2 separate regions of the Hordeum vulgare genome follow, and region 1 is linked to region 2. Evidence: chromatin contacts called from public Hi-C data. All regions are on one chromosome and are shown on one strand. The core of a region is the stretch at or near the end of the contact, and the rest is flanking DNA. Distances in the headings are between cores, read along the strand shown. Region 1 has its middle 50 kb from the start of LOC123430577. Region 2 holds the start of LOC123427342 (probable ascorbate-specific transmembrane electron transporter 2).

Region 1 (3,211 bases), core at 136-2,635, 76 kb before region 2:
ATATTTATTATTGCCTCTAAGGCATAATTCCAACAAACACCACCTTCAGTTTGTCATCTGATCCCACATTCTCTATCCCATGAGTGAAATAAGATAACAGTCCATTGATCAATTCACGTAGCCTCTTTGTTTTGCTTTGCTTGTCCCGCTCAATTTCTCATCATGGTGGAATTAACAATGGACGGGTTGATTTCTTAACAAAATAAGATAGGACTGACTACATTAGTTAGTTAGCTTATTATTTTAATAAATCAAAATGATTATAAAAGATTAAAAGCGTGTGGTATTTTTTTTCTCCCGTGGCAACGCATGGGCCCTTTTGCTAGTCTTTAATAAAAGGGAAAAGCAAAACTGAAACCAAAACATCCTGTGCCAGGACTAGGGAACGCCTATCTCTCGTGTTACGCGAGAGGAGTCACTGAGTCGCTGAAGGGAACCGCTAGTCGGGCCAGCCCACGCGTGCGGGGAACTCCAACCAGTTCTCCGTTTGCTTTTATTTTCACTTTTTTTGTTTTTTTTACTTTTGTCTCTAATCTGAAAATTTTACAAATATATATATTACAAAAGAACTCTTAAGAAATATTTAAAATATATTTATTCCACAATGAATTTAGAATGTTGCCAATTATTTGAAAAATGTTAAACAAATATTCTAAAAATACGAAAGAAATATTTGAAAAAATGTTGGTCATGCATATAAAAGTATGGAACAAGTATTTGGCAAATGTCCTACTAGTATTTAAAAATGTTGGGAAATATTAAAAAATGTTGAACAAGTATTTAAAATTAATATTGAATAAGTATTTGAAAACAATGTTGGTCATGTGTATCAAAATGTTAAATAAGTATTTAAAGAATGTTGAACAAGTTTTAGACAATTGTTGAACAAGTATTTTGAAAGAAATATTGATCATGTGTATTAAAATGTTCAACAAGTATTCAAAAATGTTTAAAAAGTATTTCAAAAAATGTATAAGAACAAAATAAAATAGAAAAATGGAAATAAAAACAAAAATAACAGAGAATCCAATTTTTTTTATAAAAGTAAAACAAAGAAAAAATAAAAGTAAAACAAAGAAAACAAAATGCAAAAAGGAATGAAAAACGGAGTAGAAAATAAAAGATATATTAGAAAACCAAGACAAAAACCTAGGTCTAATGGTCTCAAGTTGGGCTCTCCCCTTCCACCTAACAAGGTTGCGAGTTGGACGGGTGCCTAATAGCGAGTGTGAACTGCATGTAGATCACTGGTTCTACCTTTGTACGCTTCTCTTTTTTACTTCAAATAGACTCGCGCACGAATTGGGCTGGCCCAGTTACGTTGGAACCTTCAGTGAGGCATCCTGCAGCAATCGCTTAATCCGATAAATAGTGGCGGCATTTTCTATTTGGCGCCAGTTAAGGTACATTTTTGTTAACTGGTGCCTATGACGTTCGAACTGGGCCGGCCGATATAGATGTTTGTCTTTTGTTTTAGAAATCTTTGAACTTTTTTGAATATCGATGAACTTTTTTAAAATTTTAACGAATACTTTTTAAAATTGATGAACTTGTTTGAATATCAATATTTTTTTTGAAATTGATGAAATATATTTGTAAATGGATGAACTTTTTAAAGGTTTATGAACTTTTTTCAGTTCAACGAACTTTTAGAAAAAAGATACAGGAACTATTTTTTTAATTTTTATGAACTTTTGTATATTTATTGAAATTTATAAATATTTAGTGATTTTTCCTAAAATGGATGAACTTTTTTTCATTTATAGTGAACTTATTTTTAAATTGATGATTTGTTTTAAGATATGAACTTTTTTTCCAAATGGATGAACCTTTTTTCTTTAAATCTGTACACATTTTTTGATTTTATAGTTTTTCCGTAACAAAAAGGTCTACAAATAGAAAAAAATCTGGACAGCACTCTAGCTGGCCGTCCATTCTAGCAGAACTGCAGGCGCCGGATCGTTCACTTGCGACGGCAGTGCTGCATAGGACTATGTGCTGCTTGTACCGATTCATATTAGGAATCGCCAACAATGGATGGTTACCAGACTTCTAATTTGTGGTTGTTCAGTTTACCATGTTGTTGTTTATTTTCATTTTCATTTTTTTCTTAAGTCTTTTTTTTTGTTTTTGTTGGTTTTATTTTGTCCTAGTTTGCTTTTCATTTTGTTTTGTCAACATATATCTATGTTTGGCTTACACCTTATTCATTTTTAGTATACATCAGTATGATTTTCTATAAACGTTAAAGAATCAAATATATAGTTTTATACCTCACTTTTGTATACCTCTTGTATTTTTTTATTCATCTAAAATATTTTATTATATATACTTTACATTTTTACGTACATGATAAACTTTTTTAATACTTTTTCATTTTTGTGAATACATGTTAAAACATGTTTTGTATGATACGAGACATTATTTTTTTAACTGTGAATTTTTTGATACATTGGATAAACATTTTCTTAAATGACACAAACAATATTTTTGAACCAGATGAACATTGTTCAGAATGTAACGTCTATGGTTTTGAATGGTACGAAATATATTTTAAAATTATAAAAATATTTATTTACTTTTTATATTACTTGTTTTAATGTGGCATATGTTTTTTAAACATGTGAACATTTTATAAAAAAAGTTGAATGGTGAAAAAGTTTTTTGAATGTTGAGCGGACATGTTTACACTATATTTACATTTTTTAGTGTGGGATGATCAATTAAAAATAATAATAATAATTTAGAATATATGTATTTAATATTCTACACCGCACTCGCATGATACAGCCAACAATAAGCTTGTGACGAACACCATAATTGGTTCGGCCACCCCTATCATGGTCATCCAAAACGTCTCTCTCGTGGTCTCGGTCAAGCTGTTAGCTTGTGTGTCTAGTCTAAATTACTATCGTGCGATGTTCTATTGTAATAGACTTGCGTTATTAATGCTCGACTGAAACACCTAACCATATGCTAGTTACAAGCCCAATTAAAGCCTAACATGTGTACATATGTTATATTTTAATACTTCAATATATGGTCCTAGCTAGCCAATATTGAATAAAGTCATGCGCTAAGTTAGGAATCTTTCTTCTTTCTCATCGTTCTCTCCGCCTCTTCCTCGCTAGACCTTTTGCTCAGCGGCTTCCGAGCGGACGAGCCTGGAAATAGTACTAGGAGAACTAATGAGGGATGAAGCCTAGCTAAG
Region 2 (3,187 bases), core at 554-3,053:
CGATGGGTTCAGACTTGAGACCCAGACCGGCAGATAAGGCTTCCCGGTCTGGTACGTGGACCTCGTGCGCGCCCTTCCGTTCAACTCGGTCCTCTGCACCCGCATGGGCATCGCAGTCACGCCGGGCCCGTGCCTCCGCTCAACGCCACAGTTTGCACATAATTCATTGCAGCCCTGTGCTCCATGGCAACGACCCCAATCCCGGGGAAACGTTTATACACGGCGCGTCGGTTGAACCGTTTTGGTCAGACGCATCGTATTCGTTCGATCTGGACGGATCGTGCGCGTTCCCTTTCCCCAGGTCGCCGTCGCCCCTTCCCCCGCGCAGGCGCCGCCGTCGTGCGCTTCCCCTTTGCGCAGGTCGCCGTCGCCCCCTTCCCCGCTCAGGCGCCGCCATCCCCCCGCGCAGGTCGCCGTCGCCCCCTCCCCCAGCGCAGGCGTCGCCGTCGTGTGCTTCCCCTCTGCGCAGGTCGCCGTCGCCCCCTCCCCCGTTCAGGCGCCGCCGTCGCGTTCTTCTCCTCTGTGCATGCCGCCGTCGCCCCCTCCCCCGTGTTGGCGCTGTCGCACGCCCTCGTACGTTCGTTAGCGTTCCCTTTGCACATGCCGCCGTCGCCCCCTCCCCCGTAGGCACCGCCGCACGCCCTCGTACCCTTCGCTGGCGCTGCTGCAAAACCACCATCGCCGGTGCTCGGGCCGAGCCACAGGGGAGATGACATGACTGTGTGTATGCATCTATTAAAAAAAGCTACAAGCGGTGTGCAAAAAGCTTCAAACGGCATAAAAAAAGCTTCAACCGTTGATAACCGAAGTTACAACCACGTCCATGAGAGTTGCAACCAAACTTCGCCGGAGTTTTGTAGCCGGAGTTGCAACCATGATGAAAAAAATGTTGCAACCATTATACAAATTTGCTACATCAGTCATTCTTTTTTGCTGCAACCGTATTTTTTTTTTGCTACAACCGTTGGCATGAGCGAGTTGCAACCATAATGGAAAATGCTGCTATCATTGTACAAATTTGCTACATCGATCATTTTTTATTGTTGCAACCGTATTGTTTTTTGCTATAACCATTGACATGGGCGAGTTGCAACCATGATGGGAAATGCTGCAACTATTATACAATTTTGCTACATTTGTCGTTCTATTTTGATGCAACCGTATTGTTTTTTACAAGGGTTGCAACCATGAGCGCACGCTGCTACATCCATGGAGGTTAAAAACGCACAGAAGGCGACATAGGTGAAGGCGGCGACCGGTGCGAGGACGGCGGCCGACGGTGAAGGGCGACCAGCGGTGAGGAGGTGAGGCGAGGCGGTCGGCGCGTGCGAGGCGGGCCTCTAGATTAAAGATAGGAGGGATGGGGATGACGGGATCTGACGGCTCAAGGAGGCCAAATCTGACGGCTAAAGCTCGACCGGCCCAACAGTTGGGCCGGCGCCGGCAGAGAGTGTTTCCCCCAATCCCGTTACTGGCGATCACGGGGAGAATCAACCATGGCATCCAGCGCCCAACTTCCATTTCAGCAACTCGAATGGAAAAGGAAAATGCCCACTTGGCTTAATCATCAGGCTTGTAGCCTTCGTGGCCAGACAGTATGATCGCGCTCTTACTTACACTATTATACAGTTAATTAACGGAAAGTATTTGCTGTTGGACAGCCGCAAAAAGAAAACCTCGAGTACGCTGCCATGCCAACCACCTTCCGTTTTGTTTGTTCGTTTGTTTACTTGGGAGTTTCCACGGAAGGATGCAGAAATTCAGATCGTGCGGGTAAAACCTTCCCGTCAAATCTCGTGTCTACCTCTCGGCCAGATCCACGCATGGATGAAGACGCCTTCACGGGCTTGTCAGCATCTTATTGCTTAGGAGTCAGGACCAACGGAAGCCATCCACACATCACAACAAGCACGAAGCGAAAGAGGCGAAAGCAAAAGCCAAGACTCGGCTTTCCTCTCGCTGCTTCTAGCACGCAGGCAGGCAGAGAGTGAGCTGCGCCTGCCCCTACCGGGGACCAGAGGAAGAAGAAGAAGGAAGAGGACGCTGGTGTGCGGGGCGAGATGGCGGTCGCGTTGGGCGTGAAGGCGACGCCGTTCACCTACGCGGCGCACGCGCTGGCCGCGGCGGCGGCGGCCATGGTGCTCGTCTGGTGCATCCACTTCCGCGGCGGCCTCGCCTTCGAGGCGGCCAACAAGAACCTCATCTTCAACGTAAGCCGTCGCTCTGGTTTTCCTTCTTTTCCCCTGTTGCAAACCGGCCCCATCGGATAGGCATATGCTTACGATCACTTCGGTTGCAAGTCACATCACCGTGGCGGCTCTAGAAGCAAAGAGAATTATGGGATCGTCGTGTCTGTTCGATGCCTGCCTTGAGGTCGTGGTAGGGAAAAATTAGTCCTGCTCCCGTATCAGATGAACAGCCTCGCCTCTGCTCTAGCTTCGAGCTGTTGGTTTTCTGTCTTGTGTTGTGTCTGATTGATTCAACGTGCTGCAAGGCTAGTATCCAGGGAAGAACCAATGTTCGAAATGGGAAAAATGCTGCAATTGAAAAACTCAAGTGCTCTTGAATCTCGATTTGCTGCAGCTAGCTCATGTCCCTTGTCAATTAATGTTCTGGCACCTGCAGATCAGAAATTAATTGGACCCCATAAAATAGCGCTGAGACTTCAAAGCATAAATAAGATTGGACAGAGCACATGGAAAACCATCCTGTTTTCAATGGTAGGGTACTTGAATATTGCCATATTGGCCTGCTGTTCCAACCTAGAGTCGTGAGGATTTTTTTTGTTTACAATATCCTCGATCGGATTCATATTTCGCGTAGTAGTGCAAGTTTTGCTGGAGCGTCTGACTTTTCGCACACGAGCCCAATTAAATTCTCTGCCCCCTTGCCTGCCAGTCCCGATCGGATCACTGAAAAACCCAGTGGTTGATGCTGTTTTTATTATGCCTTTGTGGCCGTAGTAGTGTGCCCAAATTTAGCTTAATTGCGTTGTTATTTCAAGACCATCAAATGTTCATATTTTCTTGTGCTGTAAAATGCAGGTCCACCCTGTTCTTATGCTGATCGGTTTCATTATCCTCGGCAGTGAAGGTAAGGTTAAAGAACCGTACAAGAATCCCCTGATCTTTTTTCTGTCGGTGGTACTGTACAAGTGTATTTCAAGACCATCAAATGTTCATTTTTT

Evidence for each region. Hi-C and Micro-C count contacts between places; a contact is called where the count stands out from the background.
Region 1: a Hi-C map of leaf shows a contact between it and region 2, with 3 times the contacts expected there. The contact joins the enhancer-like site here to the promoter of LOC123427342 in region 2. A contact is called at or near these places in 4 of 6 Hi-C or Micro-C datasets (leaf, seedling and an unstated tissue).

What each region holds. Positions count from the first base shown.
Region 1 is chr2H:568,814,740-568,817,950 of MorexV3_pseudomolecules_assembly, reverse strand. No RefSeq gene overlaps it. Among protein-coding and RNA genes, the nearest start is that of LOC123430577, 50 kb to the left of the region's middle. Within about 2 kb of position 1,385, at least 2 of the 3 cell types and tissues checked have open chromatin away from gene starts, as enhancers often do. A contact at or near this core is called in leaf, where this site is marked.
Region 2 is chr2H:568,738,696-568,741,882 of MorexV3_pseudomolecules_assembly, reverse strand. It overlaps LOC123427342 (probable ascorbate-specific transmembrane electron transporter 2), which reads left to right and starts at 1,803. Exons shown (of 4, transcript XM_045111359.1): 1 at 1,803-2,210; 2 at 3,045-3,093. The coding sequence starts at 2,061.